Linked DNA regions of Gasterosteus aculeatus: region 1 is linked to region 2. Evidence: chromatin contacts called from public Hi-C data. All regions are on one chromosome and are shown on one strand. The core of a region is the stretch at or near the end of the contact, and the rest is flanking DNA. Distances in the headings are between cores, read along the strand shown. Region 1 overlaps LOC120827809 (excitatory amino acid transporter 2). Region 2 overlaps ppfia3 (PTPRF interacting protein alpha 3).

The links. Hi-C and Micro-C count contacts between places; a contact is called where the count stands out from the background.
Region 1: a contact with region 2 is called in a Hi-C map of skeletal muscle, with 2.7 times the contacts expected there. The contact joins two enhancer-like sites. A contact is called at or near these places in 3 of 6 Hi-C or Micro-C datasets (skeletal muscle, tail fin and whole body).

Annotation. Positions count from the first base shown.
Region 1 is chr11:17,067,627-17,073,678 of fGasAcu3.hap1.1, forward strand. LOC120827809 (excitatory amino acid transporter 2) reads left to right here. Exons shown (of 11, transcript XM_078084144.1): 7 at 185-418; 8 at 1,208-1,402; 9 at 3,599-3,733; 10 at 3,807-4,242; 11 at 4,477-5,756. The coding sequence ends at 4,665. Among protein-coding and RNA genes, the nearest start is that of kcna7, 11 kb to the right of the region's middle. Within about 2 kb of position 2,450, at least 4 of the 9 cell types and tissues checked have open chromatin away from gene starts, as enhancers often do.
Region 2 is chr11:17,029,454-17,035,998 of fGasAcu3.hap1.1, forward strand. ppfia3 (PTPRF interacting protein alpha 3) reads left to right here. Exons shown (of 31, transcript XM_078084133.1): 5 at 53-112; 6 at 345-473; 7 at 548-640; 8 at 1,062-1,114; 9 at 1,230-1,323; 10 at 1,426-1,560; 11 at 2,089-2,172; 12 at 2,423-2,554; 13 at 2,750-2,812; 14 at 2,898-2,977; 15 at 3,252-3,420; 16 at 3,718-3,938; 17 at 4,054-4,279; 18 at 4,749-4,882; 4 more. Among protein-coding and RNA genes, the nearest start is that of LOC120827678, 8.8 kb to the left of the region's middle. Within about 2 kb of position 1,913, at least 3 of the 9 cell types and tissues checked have open chromatin away from gene starts, as enhancers often do.

The DNA.
Region 1 (6,052 bases), core at 1,200-3,699, 39 kb after region 2:
TTAGCAAAAGATTGCTAATTAACAGCGAATCAACCTCGTAAGGTTATTTATTAATAAACCACAATAGATGCAGTTGCTTTTTGTCCTGATGCAGAAATAAAAAGTTCGACATAAAATGAGAAAAAGCATGTGAATAAATGGACAAACGTTCTGCTGTGCCAGTGAGCCTCGTGTCGTCCCTTAGGTACTCCCCTATCGGCATCGCCTCGCTGATCGCGGGGAAGATCGCCGCCATCGGGGACCTGGAGGTGGTCGCCCGGCAGCTGGGCATGTACATGGTGACCGTCATCGTGGGCCTGCTGATCCACGGCGGCCTCATCCTTCCCGCCATATTCTTCGCCATCACCAGGAAGAGCCCGTTTACTTTCTACCAGGGGATCTTTCAGGCCTGGATCACGGCCCTGGGTACCGCCAGCAGGTAGGACAGCACGCCGGGAGCGGTTGTGCGTGTGTGCGTGTGTGTGTGTGCGTGTGTCGGTCGTCTGTTGTGGGCATGTGTTAACACGTGTGTCACATGTTCTCTTTTCCCCCCCCCCTGAGCAGCTGCCGTAGCTGCCGTGATTGATCGCCGCGGCCCGCTGCTTCGCTCTCAGCTATTCGGGTTGAATCGGAGGGCGAAGCGCTTTATTGTTTTCGTTGTACGCCGGACCAATCGGCGCGACCGAGGGAGCCGAGCGTTTGTAAGCGCGGGCTATCATGGACTCGTCCGTGTCAGACAGATCCGGTGTTGTAAATGTCTAAGCCTGCGGGATTAGTCGTGGCCGGCGCGCTGCCCCCGCCCGCCCTCCGCTCGGCCCTCCCGGGCGCTCTGAAAAACCAACTGTCATTTTGGCACATTACCGGGGCTTTGGTGAAAGTGGGTAATCCCATCAACGCTTCTTCTCTAATTATATTATGACCCGAGCTTAGCGGGGCCGGGAATCAAATTCCTGTAATTCGCATGTTGGAGGACGAGCGGCGTTCTGCACCAGCTGTCAGGAGGCTGTCGGCCGACTCGAATTTCCTATTTTTTTGGGGGTGTATCTACTGCAGCTCCCCCCCCCTCACCCCTCCTCACCCCTCCTCAACCCTCCTCACCTCTGCACATGTCTGCCTATTTCACATCATGCAACACTTTGCTCCCGGTCTCTGTACATCTTTACGTCTTTTTTTAAATTCCTCTCGTGGCTCCTTCTTCTTCTTCTTCTTCTTGTTCTCCTTCTCTCAGTGCAGGAACGTTGCCCGTCACCTTCCGCTGCTTGGAGGAGAACCTGAAGATCGATAAGCGCGTGACTCGCTTCGTGCTGCCCATCGGCGCCACCATCAACATGGACGGCACGGCGCTGTACGAGGCCGTGGCGGCCATCTTCATCGCCCAGATGAACGACATCTCGCTGGACACCGGACAGATCATCACCGTCAGGTGACGTCTTCCCTTTTGTTTTTCGCCGCCTTTGAAACACTTCCAACAGTCCGTCCCCGTCGGCCGACCAGAAGGGAACCAGAGGTTTCAGTAGTGCCCAGCTGAAGGTCACGTGACATGATCTCAGCCTTCTGATTGGCTGTTGTGTTGTGTATTAAAAGCAGTTTTAACGGGGCGTCGCTGTGTGAGCTGAATTCCAACATTCATGTGAACCAGATGCATGTGAGTTACATCGGCTGGAGGAAGCCTGCAGAGACCAACGACTTCTTTAAGTCCCCGTATAGCCTCAGACGGCCACTTTGAAGACGTTTATTCGATGTCTTTCATTTAACAGCCGCTCGCCACCAAATTGCCAAATCTTATTTTTGAAAAAGTCTGCTGAATCAATTGTGGTGGAGTTGTTCTGGAATAAGATCCACATGCAGCGTGTGAATCTCTGAGATCGCCCAGTTTAACGTTTAAACAGAGCGGACCGACGTGGAACGCAGAGCTCTGAGATCAGAAGAGTCGCATCTGGGGCACGACATCACCTGATAATGCCTCTTAATTGCAAACACGACCCGTCGGGTTGCATTCCACCGAGCGGATTAAAGTCCGACAACTTAAAAGGATTCGAGAAAACATCAAGAGATTCGCCTTTGTTTGGCGACGAATCTCTTTCTTTCCTCAGAAACCTCTTTCTGCTGAACGTACGGCGCGATTATAATTAGTAAGGACAACAAACACAACAATACAGCCAAAAAGAAAGAATATTCACCAACAGTAACTTAAGCCATCGTGCAAATACCTCAATGAAAGTGGATTGTGACTTTTTGTGGTTACTTTGCTGCAGAGCTCGATGCCAGCAGATAAAAGAGAGAGGAATGTTTTAAACTGTCATTCTCTCTAATGTCTCTGGTTTTGTAGAAGTCACAATGCCTCTGCCTCTCTTTTGATTTATTTCCTGAAAGTAACCCAGTAAACCTCTGCAAAACCTCCGGCAATCCCACGCGCGGTTGCCGCGGCGACTGCTCGCTCTTCAAACTGGCTGATCATCGAGCTCTGAGATCCCGCCGAACCAGTTTTCAACGCGGAGGCTTTTTAGGATGTGTTGATGTCAAGCCAACGCATAAATAACACACAACAATTTGTGGAACTCATTCCTCCACTTCTAAGCCCTCTGGACTTTCTTTATTTTATTGGCAGACATGCGGCTGAGTTAGTAAAACAAAGTTAATAATAATAATAAAACTTTCGTTTTTTTGTAAAGCGCTTTTCTTGGTACAAAAAGACGCTTGACAACATAAATCTAAGTACAGGAAACGTACAGTTGAGAGGAAAGACAGAAAAAATTAAAAATGAAAAAGAAATTAAACTCGAGAAAGTCATGGAGGCGTTTGCATTTGAAAGCGAGTTTGAAGAGGTGGGTTTTGAGGGCTTGTTTGAATGATGAAACAAGCCCTTGTTTCATCATTCAAGGTGGGAGCCTGGCGGACTTGGATGGGGGGTGGGGGGGCGTTACAGAGGGGACGCGGGGGGGTGCAGCAGCTGAGAAGACCCTGTCGCCCCCCGATGGTCTTCAGGGTGACCTGAGGCACCGTGTGGGGGCGCGGCGGGGGGAGGAGGCCAGGTTGTTTGGGGCTTTGTAGGTGATGAGTAACATTTTGAAGCCTATCCTGTATTTGGCCCGGGAGCCAGTGGAGGTTGCGTAGGACCGGGGGGGGGTCGGGGTTGGATGAGGGCATGGATGAGGATTCGGGTGGTGTGTTTGAGCCGTGCGATGCTGCTGAGGTGGAGGAAGGCGGTCCTGGTGATGTGGTTGGCGTGGGGTAGGAAAAAAAGGGTGGGTCGAGTTAAATCATGCTAGTGTGTAGGTCCGGTCTGTGCGTTTGTTTGTGTGTGTAAAAAAAAAAAATAGCACAGTGAAAAAAAAAGTAAAGGAATTTCCCCTCCAGGATCAATAAAGTCGCCTCCTGAAACCGATTCGACAAAAACAACACCTGGCTTCTCTCTTTTTTTTCTCTTCTAACTGCAGTAACAATTTCCTCTCAACAAGTTTTAAACCAACGTCTGCTTCCTGCATTCTTCGTGGTGCGTTCAAGCGCCTCCCAACTGCCCCAGGAGTCTCTCGACTACCTCTTTGTTGTTGTCAGAGCACTTTCTCATAGGGACTTGTTGCTCTTTGCCCCCCACCCCCCGCCTCCCATCCCCACACAGTCTGACTGCCACCCTGGCCAGCGTGGGGGCCGCCAGTATTCCCAGTGCCGGACTGGTCACCATGCTGCTGATCCTGACGGCCGTGGGGCTTCCCACTCAGGACATCAGTCTGCTCATCGCCGTCGACTGGCTGCTGTGAGTCATGAAGGTTCCGGTGTTATTTAGCTCCCTCCTCCATCCTCACCCTGACTGTGGTTCCTCCACCCAGGGACAGAATGCGTACCTCCATCAACGTGGTGGGCGACTCCTTCGGCGCCGGGATCGTGGACCACCTGTCGAAGGCCGAGCTCGCCGAAATCGACGCGGCCGAAATGCTGCTCCTCCACCCGGAGGAGCTGGACTTCATCCCCCCTCCGCCCCTCCTGGCGGAGATGGACCCGATCGACCCCTTCAAGCCGCCCGAGCTGCCCCCCCGCTCCCCTCGCCCGCCCAAGCAAAACCACCACGGCCACGTCGTCTCCCAGTCCCAGTTCACCGCCTACTCCCCGTCGCGCTCCGTCAGATCTCCGTCACCTCGCTCCGTCCACTCCCCGTCCCCGCGCTCCGTCTGCTCCCACTCCCCCCGGCCTTTCCGCGCCCACTCACCCCGGGTCCTCCGCAGGCCGGAGGCGGGCTACTGCGCCCTGCCCAGCCACGACAACCAGGTAACTCCTCCCACTTCTTCTTCTTCTTCATGTCACTTTTAGATTTGAACGCTGGTTCTCAGGAATCAGCCTCGCATCTGGTCCAAGGAATTCTACTTGGGTTTCCAGATCCAGCGAAGGAGAAATTCTCCTTTCTAAGCGTTGAGAATAATTGATTGATTAATATCAATCATCATCTAATAAAAGATGCCACGTTACACTGACGGGGGGACATCTTGGTTTTGCCCCCCCAAGGTTCCCACGCTGCCTCGCTCCCACAGAGAGAGAGCGAGGGATCGGGAGCGAGAGCGTCTGAGGCGAGAGAGCGAGACCGAGGAGGAGGAGGAGAGGGACCGGGTCCTGGGCGAGACCAGCGACGGCGAGGAGAGCGACGACACCGCTTACGACCGGCGGCAGGCGATGCCGCACAGCGACCTGCCCTGATCCGGTTCTTACCCCTCTGGAAAAAAAACGGAAAAAAAAGAAAAAAAAACTCCCCCGTCGATTACTTTTTGCTTTTTTGAGGTCCCGGCAGGTTCCATTGCTGCTTCTCGTAGACGACCACGACCTGAGGGACCTTCACTGAGCTTCAAGCCGAGAGTTGTTCCCCCCGGTTCCTCCGCTCACGCCTCCGTCTCCACTTTGTCGTTTCACGATCACGCCTGAAGGTCTGAACTGAGCGGAGAGGAAGTTGTGAGTTTTGCTCTCGATGAGAAAAGAGGCATCTCGGTGTTGTCGGCCTTTTAACGCACAACCACAAGTTGTCAGCTGACCCTTCTACTCCTTCTCCTCCACTTGGTGGTTTTTCCTGGCAGGAAGTGAAAATTGCAGGAACAGCTTCACATTTTGGCGAAGGCGCTTTTCGTGCAGACGCGAGAGCTCAAATGTTTCAGAGTAAATCCAACCGACCTGCACCCTCATAAGGTCACTAATTAAGGCCTCGTGTTCCGGTTATTGATTGTTGGAGGGTTCTTGTAATCCTTATGCTAAGCTAACAGGCTGCTGACTGTAGCTTCTTATTTACCCTACATGCATTAAATTGATCTTCTAATTTAACTCCTGAAATGTTAAACCGTTCTTTTCAAATAACCATGAGAAAAAAACAACTGGTTCATCTGAACAAAAGAAAAAAAACAAAAAAAAACAGCAGTCATTATTTCATTTTTATTCTCTACCTTTGTTTATCTGTTTACCTTCTCCTCCTCGGTGCTCTTCTTGCACATCTCCTCTCATCTTGATGTCCATGTTGTCTCCATCATCTATGGTTTGTATTTCCTCGTTGTGGTCTGGTGTCTAAAAGGAAGAGTTTTAGGCGAGATGCTGTTTCGACTTAGTCGTATGTCTCAAATTGACTCGTTCATTCTTAAATGCTGTGAAATGACGTCATCGGTTCTCCCTCACAACTGGATTGCCTTTCGTTTTAAATTAAATTTCATCAACCGCCTCCCCGCTTCCTTAAGTCTTGACTCAGATTCACAGGTCCGGCTCATGTGTATATTGTACGTAATAAAATCTTAGAGATTTATTTAAAGTAACTGTGATTCTCCTGTGTTTCCTCTGCTGCTTAAGCGCAATCTGTGGAGGGATTTGCGCTCGGTAGGGAACACGCGTCAGCAATTCGGTGACGAAGACAAAGTATATTACTGGTCTGCAACAGACACACATCGGGAGCAATAAAGAACGCGCTGATGAGAGGAAGGCACACGGAGATACCAACACGCATAATCCTCTCGAGTTAAGGATGGGGCGAGGCGGGGGAGAGGGTGAGGGATGGGAGAGGAGTGGGGGGGGGGGGCGGCAGATGGCCAGAAAGACGTCAATCCCTTTTTCA
Region 2 (6,545 bases), core at 663-3,162:
TCTGTCTGGGGTGTGAGTTTCTCCTGATCGGCTCCCCTCCCTGTGGTTCCAGGTCGTGTCCCTAAGGGAGCAGATCAAGCGGCGGCAGCAAGGACTGGACGGCGGCAAAGAGGTACCGGGATGCTTGTCTTAAAGGTGTTAGTCAGTGTTAGTAGACCTGCATGATGCATCGGCGCGAGAAATCTATTTCTGCTTCGACGCCGTTGAGGCTTCCGGAAGCCTCAACGGCCTGTGAGGCCGCGCCGAGATCGCCATCCTCAGCGGCAGCATGTTAGCAGGCCAACCGTACACCCCAATCGGCGTTCTCATCAATTGAAGCGAAAATCTTTTGTCCCTCCGTGCAGCGGCTTCCCAACGGGCCGTCGTCCATCCTGGACGACGGCGACGTGGACCGTCAGCGCGAGGGCGAGATCGAGCGACAGAGGTCGGAGCTGGGTCAGCTCAAAGAGAGACTGGCCCTCATGTGCAGACAGGTAGGCCGACGCGCCGCGCTATTCGCCGAGACGGCAGACGGAGGCGCCTCACGTCTCGCCGCCTCCCCTTCCAGGTCGGGGAGATCGAGGAGCAGCTGACGTCCGCCCGCCGGGAGCTGGCCCGATCGGAGGAGGCCAACCAGAAACTGCAGAGGGACGTGAAGGAGGTGAGATACTCTTTTTGATTCGCTCAAATACGCCCGGTTTGCTATGGCAACAAAAGGCCAGTTACTCCGCGCGCCAGAGCCCCCGTATCCACGGCAACGCGGCCTTCCCGATCAGACAGATTGAAAAGGTGTGAGGGCGTTCTTTTTTCCAACGAGAGGAGGTTGAGTCGACTTTGGCGAAATCTGTTTCTCTGAGTCGTACTGCTGCCCCCCTCCTCGTCGCCCCCCCCCATCTCTCTTTGACCTTTTGCAACGGCATTTAAAAGCTGTCAACAACAACAACAACTACTAACCGCTCATTATCATTCTTCTGCTAATAGCTGCTCCCTTTGATCAACGCCTGTAAACCTTTCTGACTATCTGCTCTCGGTTGCTTTCTAAATGTGCGCATGCTTTGCGGCCTTCAACCCCCCCCCCCCAGGCTCTCTGTCAGAGGGAAGACATGGAGGAGAGAATCACCACGTTGGAGCGCAGGTTTGTGTTTCCCCTCCGCGAACTCTTCCTTGCCTCCTTGCAAAGGAAAAAGCGCTGCGGGCGCCTCACCCACCGCTCCGTCTTGTCTGCCGCCCCGTGTTTTTCCGCTCTGCAGGTACCTGAGTGCCCAGAGGGAGGCGACGTCTCTCCACGACACCAAAGACAAGCTGGAGAACGAGCTGGCCAGCAAAGACTCGCTCTACAGACAGGTGTGGGGGGGGGTCTTCTCTTTTCTTGCCCTCCGCAAAAAACCTGGCGACCCGAGTTTCACCTCCGCTCCCGTCTCTCCTGCTGCCCCCCTCCTCCTGCAGGGCGAGGAGAAGAACCGGCAGCTCCAGGAGCGCCTGGATGACGCCAAGCAGAAGCTGCAGCAGACTCTGCAGAGGGCCGAGACGCTGCCGGAGATCGAGGCGCAGCTCGCCCAGAGAGTGGCAGCCCTCAACAAGGTGTGTGTGTGTGTGTGCGTGCAAACAATCGACCAGCTGTACACAATCAGATGAAAACAGTGCAATCTTCACCTGACAGCAGCCCGTGTGCACACGTGTGTATAAACGCGCGTGTGATCGTGCATAGCCGAAGCGGAACATATCAAACGACGGGTGAACAGCAAACATTTGCATGTAATCCGCTCAGCTATTTGCTCCTCGCTGCGCCTCGACACGCCAGGAACCGCACGCCGCCTCGGATCTCGTTTGATTTGCTCGTGTGTTAAATCTCAAGCATTCCTGCGACTACAATGCTCCCTCGTGCCAAAAAATCCCCCCCCCCCCGGTAGCCGAACCTGTCAAATAGTCTACACTTACTAGTGGCGTGTCGGGGCAGGAGCCCCGTGAGAAGAGCCAGAGTCTCCCGCCACGCTTAGATGTGTACAGGCATGTAGCCGATTGGTCGACCCGGTCAACAAGCCGTTTCCTTTTGTGTTCATTTGTACTGCGCCCCCCTCCCACCTCCTCCATCCCCCCACGATCACTCAGGCGGAGGAGCGACATGGTAACTTTGAGGAGCGACTGCGACAGATGGAGGCGCAACTGGAGGAGAAGAACCAGGAGCTGCAGAGGGTGAGTCACTCTCTTTTCTCTCCCTCTGGTTTCATCCCTCCCCCTCCTTCGTGCCGTTGCCCCTTTTGTCAGCCTCCACAAAGGCGTGCTAATTTTCTAAACCCTGTATTTGGTCGTTTCCATTCAGATACAAATCTTTGTGCGTCGTCCTCAGTCGAGCAGAATGCTTGTTACTGTAACGCCCACCTTCGTTTCTTTCTTGTCATTCGCTCTCACCCGTCTCTCAACCCTTCCGCGCCCATCACCTCAGGCGAGGCAGCGGGAGAGGATGAACGACGAACACAACAAGCGCCTCTCCGACACGGTGGACAAGCTGCTGTCTGAGTCCAACGAGAGGCTGCAGCTGCACCTGAAGGAGAGGATGGCGGCCCTGGAGGAGAAGGTGGGAGCAGGCGTCTCGTCAAACCGCCATCTGTCTCAGTCCCCCAAATGCTAGACCCTACACATGTGTCCCTCGTGTACCCAAACTCACCCGTACAAATACCCTGAGATTGGTGTAGAATGCTGTACTTAAACGTACAGAACAAACACATGAAGACCAGCTTCACCGCGATAAAGCGTCTGCTTCTTCCTGCAGAATGCGCTGTCGGAGGAACTGTCCAACATGAAGAAACTCCAGGATGATCTGTTGGCGAACAAGGTCCCTCCGAGTCAAACCTCTTGCAGACATGCAGCCTTTTTCCTTTCCCCTTTTTCTCTAACCTCCCCCTTCCCCCCCACTCCAGGACCAGCTGATCGCAGAGCTGGAGCGCCTTCAGCTGGAGTTGGATCAGCTGAGAGCGAGGCCCGGTGGCTCTTATTCCAGGTTAGTCAGCATTTCCCGATCGCACGCATCCGTTGACTCGGTGCCCAAACAAACAAACACGATCCAATTAGCACTTTTCTCATCTGCAAGTCCCGACACCTACGGCCCGTTGGTGCGGGTACGCTGCACCTTTACTCCACATACAAGTCTATACGTACCCTTTTATCCGGGAGGCCCCTTGTTTTTGTTTAGCCGGCTCCGTTGTGTTTTTTTTCCGTGTTGCACCGCCTCTCCATCGCCGTCTCACCTCGCACCGTGTTTCTTGCCTCTCCAGTCGCTCTCTGCCGGGGAGCGCTCTGGAGCTGAGGTATTCCCACGGGAATGGCTCGCTACCGACCGGCTCGACCACTCACCTGGACACCTTCGGTAACGCGTCCGCCGGGGGCGTGGTCAGGCGGAGTCACCGGGCCCGTTGGAGCTCGGCCAGAGAGGACTCCAGCAAGGTGAGACGCCGCTGTAACGTGACTACGAGCCCAAGCGGAGGCCGATTGAATCATCATCATCTACTTTATACCTCTTGGAAGCATCGGCTGCTTTTCTATTAAACAAACACTGGTTGAATATGGAAGAATATCTAATACTTTAATATCAGGAAGTGGAAAAATACGTGTCCCCTTTGGATTGTGAAGTCCCAGTTTTGTTGTTTGTCTGACTTAAAATCCTTTCATCCTGATCCTCTCTGACAAAAATACCAAAAATGAAACAAAACATAACGTGACATTTTGTCTCTTTCGTGGAAGAACCACAGTACTACTCTCTGTGTGCAGTACCCGGACTGGGAGAGCGGGGCCCTGCTGGGGACCGGGTTCGACCCGGGCCTGGACGTGGGCGGCTCCGACGACGATGACGACGGCGACCCTCGGTTCGGCTCCGAGCTGCTCTCCCCCAGCGGGCAGACGGACGTGCAGACCCTGGCCATCATGCTGCAGGAACAGCTGGAGGCCATCAACAAGGAGATCAAGTGAGCAGCTCGTTTAGGTCGCACCGGCTAGCTGTTTCCCTCCGTTTCCAGTCTTTACGCTAAGCTAAGCTAACTGGCTTGTTTTCTTTTTCTCCCCTTCCTCTTTCAAACGCAGACTCATCCAGGAGGAGAAGGAGAACACGGAGCTGCGGGCCGAGGAGATCGAGAGCCGGGTCAGCGTGGCTCTGGACCCTCCGTCCTCCCTGGGGAGGGACAGCACGGGACGGGGCTTCATCCCCTCGTCCATCACGTCCTCCACCCTGGCCTCCCCCTCCCCCCCCAGCTCCGGACACTCCACCCCTCGCCTGTCTCACTCCCCGGCCCGCGAGACGGATAGACAGGTACTACCTCCTCCTCCCTCCTACTCTCCCTCCCCACCAAACGTCTCCTCCAGACAGCGAGTAAATCACGCAGACGGGGTCAGAGGAGTTCAGCCGTGAACGGGCGAGCGCGATTCGGGGGAAAGCTGACGATTGGAACCAGACGCGCTGGTTCAAGCAGCTTCCCAGAAACGGGGAACTCGAACTGCAAGTTCTAAACGCAGGCAGCGGCGATGGAGAAGGCGATGACGTCGACGTGGGAGTTCAGAGCGGAATAGTTTGAGATTAAACTCGTCACGCGTAGTCAAAACAGAAAACGTGAGACGATCAATCAATTTGCTTATCCGCGGGAAGCTAGTCGACAGGTGTGCAGGTCGCCATCACTCGTTACGTTCCCACTGTGTGAGACGAAAAGTCTTCACAGGACAAAAAGACTCTTTGTGTTCCCACAAAATGAAGCTTCACTTCGAGTCGTAATCCTCTTCTCCAGAACAGCAAAGATGACGACCGCTCCCTGGCTCTTCTGGATGCCACGCCTCCTTCCACTCCTCGCGCTCTGCGCCTGGACAGGATGACCCTCACCCACCCGGGCGCCATGCTCGACGACCCCCGGGAGTTTCGCGGGTAAATCGCCGTTACGTAAATCCAACGCGGGGCGGATTAATCCTCGTTCGCCTCTCCCTCCCCCTCGCTGATTTCCTTCTTCGTCCCGTCCCGCCCAAGTCTCTCGGCAGATGGCAGCAGCTCCAACAGCAGCCAGGATTCTCTCCACAAGTCCAGTAAGAAGAAAAGCATCAAGTCCTCCATCGGGCGACTTTTCGGGAAGAAGGAGAAAGGACGGATGGGCCAACCCGGGCGGGAGGGGTCCGCTTCTCTCGGTAACCAGAAGGAGGGAAACCCGGGAGTGATTCAAAATATGTTGTGTTATCTGTCATTCTCTTGACCCCTGACCTCCCTGCGTCCCCTCCAGCGTCCACGCCATCCGAGGAAATGGCCTCCGGCGACCCGATGGGCCTGAACAAGACCGGGACTCTGGGTCCGGCAGATAAAGACCGCCGCAGCAAGAAGAAGTTTGTGAATCCTGATGACTCAGATCTCAGACCTGCATCTGGTGGTTTCTCACGTCAGCGGCACCCAACATGTGACTCTTCCTCTTCCTCTTACCAGGCATGAGCTGCTGGAGGAAGCATGTCGCCAAGGACTCCCCTTCGCATCCTGGGACGGACCCACGGTCGTGTCCTGGTTGGAGGTACGGTGCCGTCACAGAAACCTAAACACGTCCGGTTGTCAGAAGAAACTTCTACGCTTTCAGAGCGGCGGGTGTTACAGTTCAACAAGTGGCCGCGTTAACTGGTGACTTTCAGGTGAACGGTTCCAATATTATATACAGCAGCAGTGACCTGTCAATCACAGTTATCCCGCCCTAAAGCATCCATATGGTCTTTATGGACCATGACATGAACATAATGCTGTATTTAAGACTTTAAAACTAGAAATTGAGACCATAAACTCATGTCTACAATGTTTACAGATGGAATAAATCAAGAGTCATTTTCTCATATACTTCTATACAATTAGACTTGTTTTTGCAACCGGATGGTCAGGGGAGAGAATCCAAGTTTTAAGACGCATCGGTTTCACTCAGAGGAACCGGATGCCGCTGCCTGGCAGCCACGGATGCCGACAGTCACCAGTTAACACAATTAGCACTTGAGTCTCTGTCTCGGTCTAATTTCTCTACTAAGGACACAGAACTTTCTCCAGCAATCAAATGTTCACCACTGGCCCCACATTCCCTCCACATTTATTCCCTTTGTCGTCCGTCTCCCTCCAGCTGTGGGTGGGAATGCCGGCCTGGTACGTCGCCGCCTGCCGCGCCAACGTGAAGAGCGGCGCCATCATGGCCAACCTGTCGGACACGGAGATCCAGAGGGAGATCGGCATCAGCAACCCGCTGCACCGCCTCAAGCTGCGGCTGGCCATCCAGGAGATGGTGTCCCTCACCAGCCCCTCGGCGCCGGCCAGCACCCGCTCCGTGAGACACCGAACGCACTCAGACCAGAACACGCCGCGTCACGTCAGCGCGAAGCACATTCTGCTCAGGGGGAATAAGGGACATGAAACCGACCCTGCAGGGTGATGAATGTCAAACGTAGTGGAACGTGTGTTTTCCAGAGGAGAGGGACGGTAAACTGCACCCATTTAGTTCCACCCGGTAACACAACTCGGCAAACAGAAGCTGCCTCCTCGTGCTGCGACAAAAAACACAACCAGATGTTGAGCGATG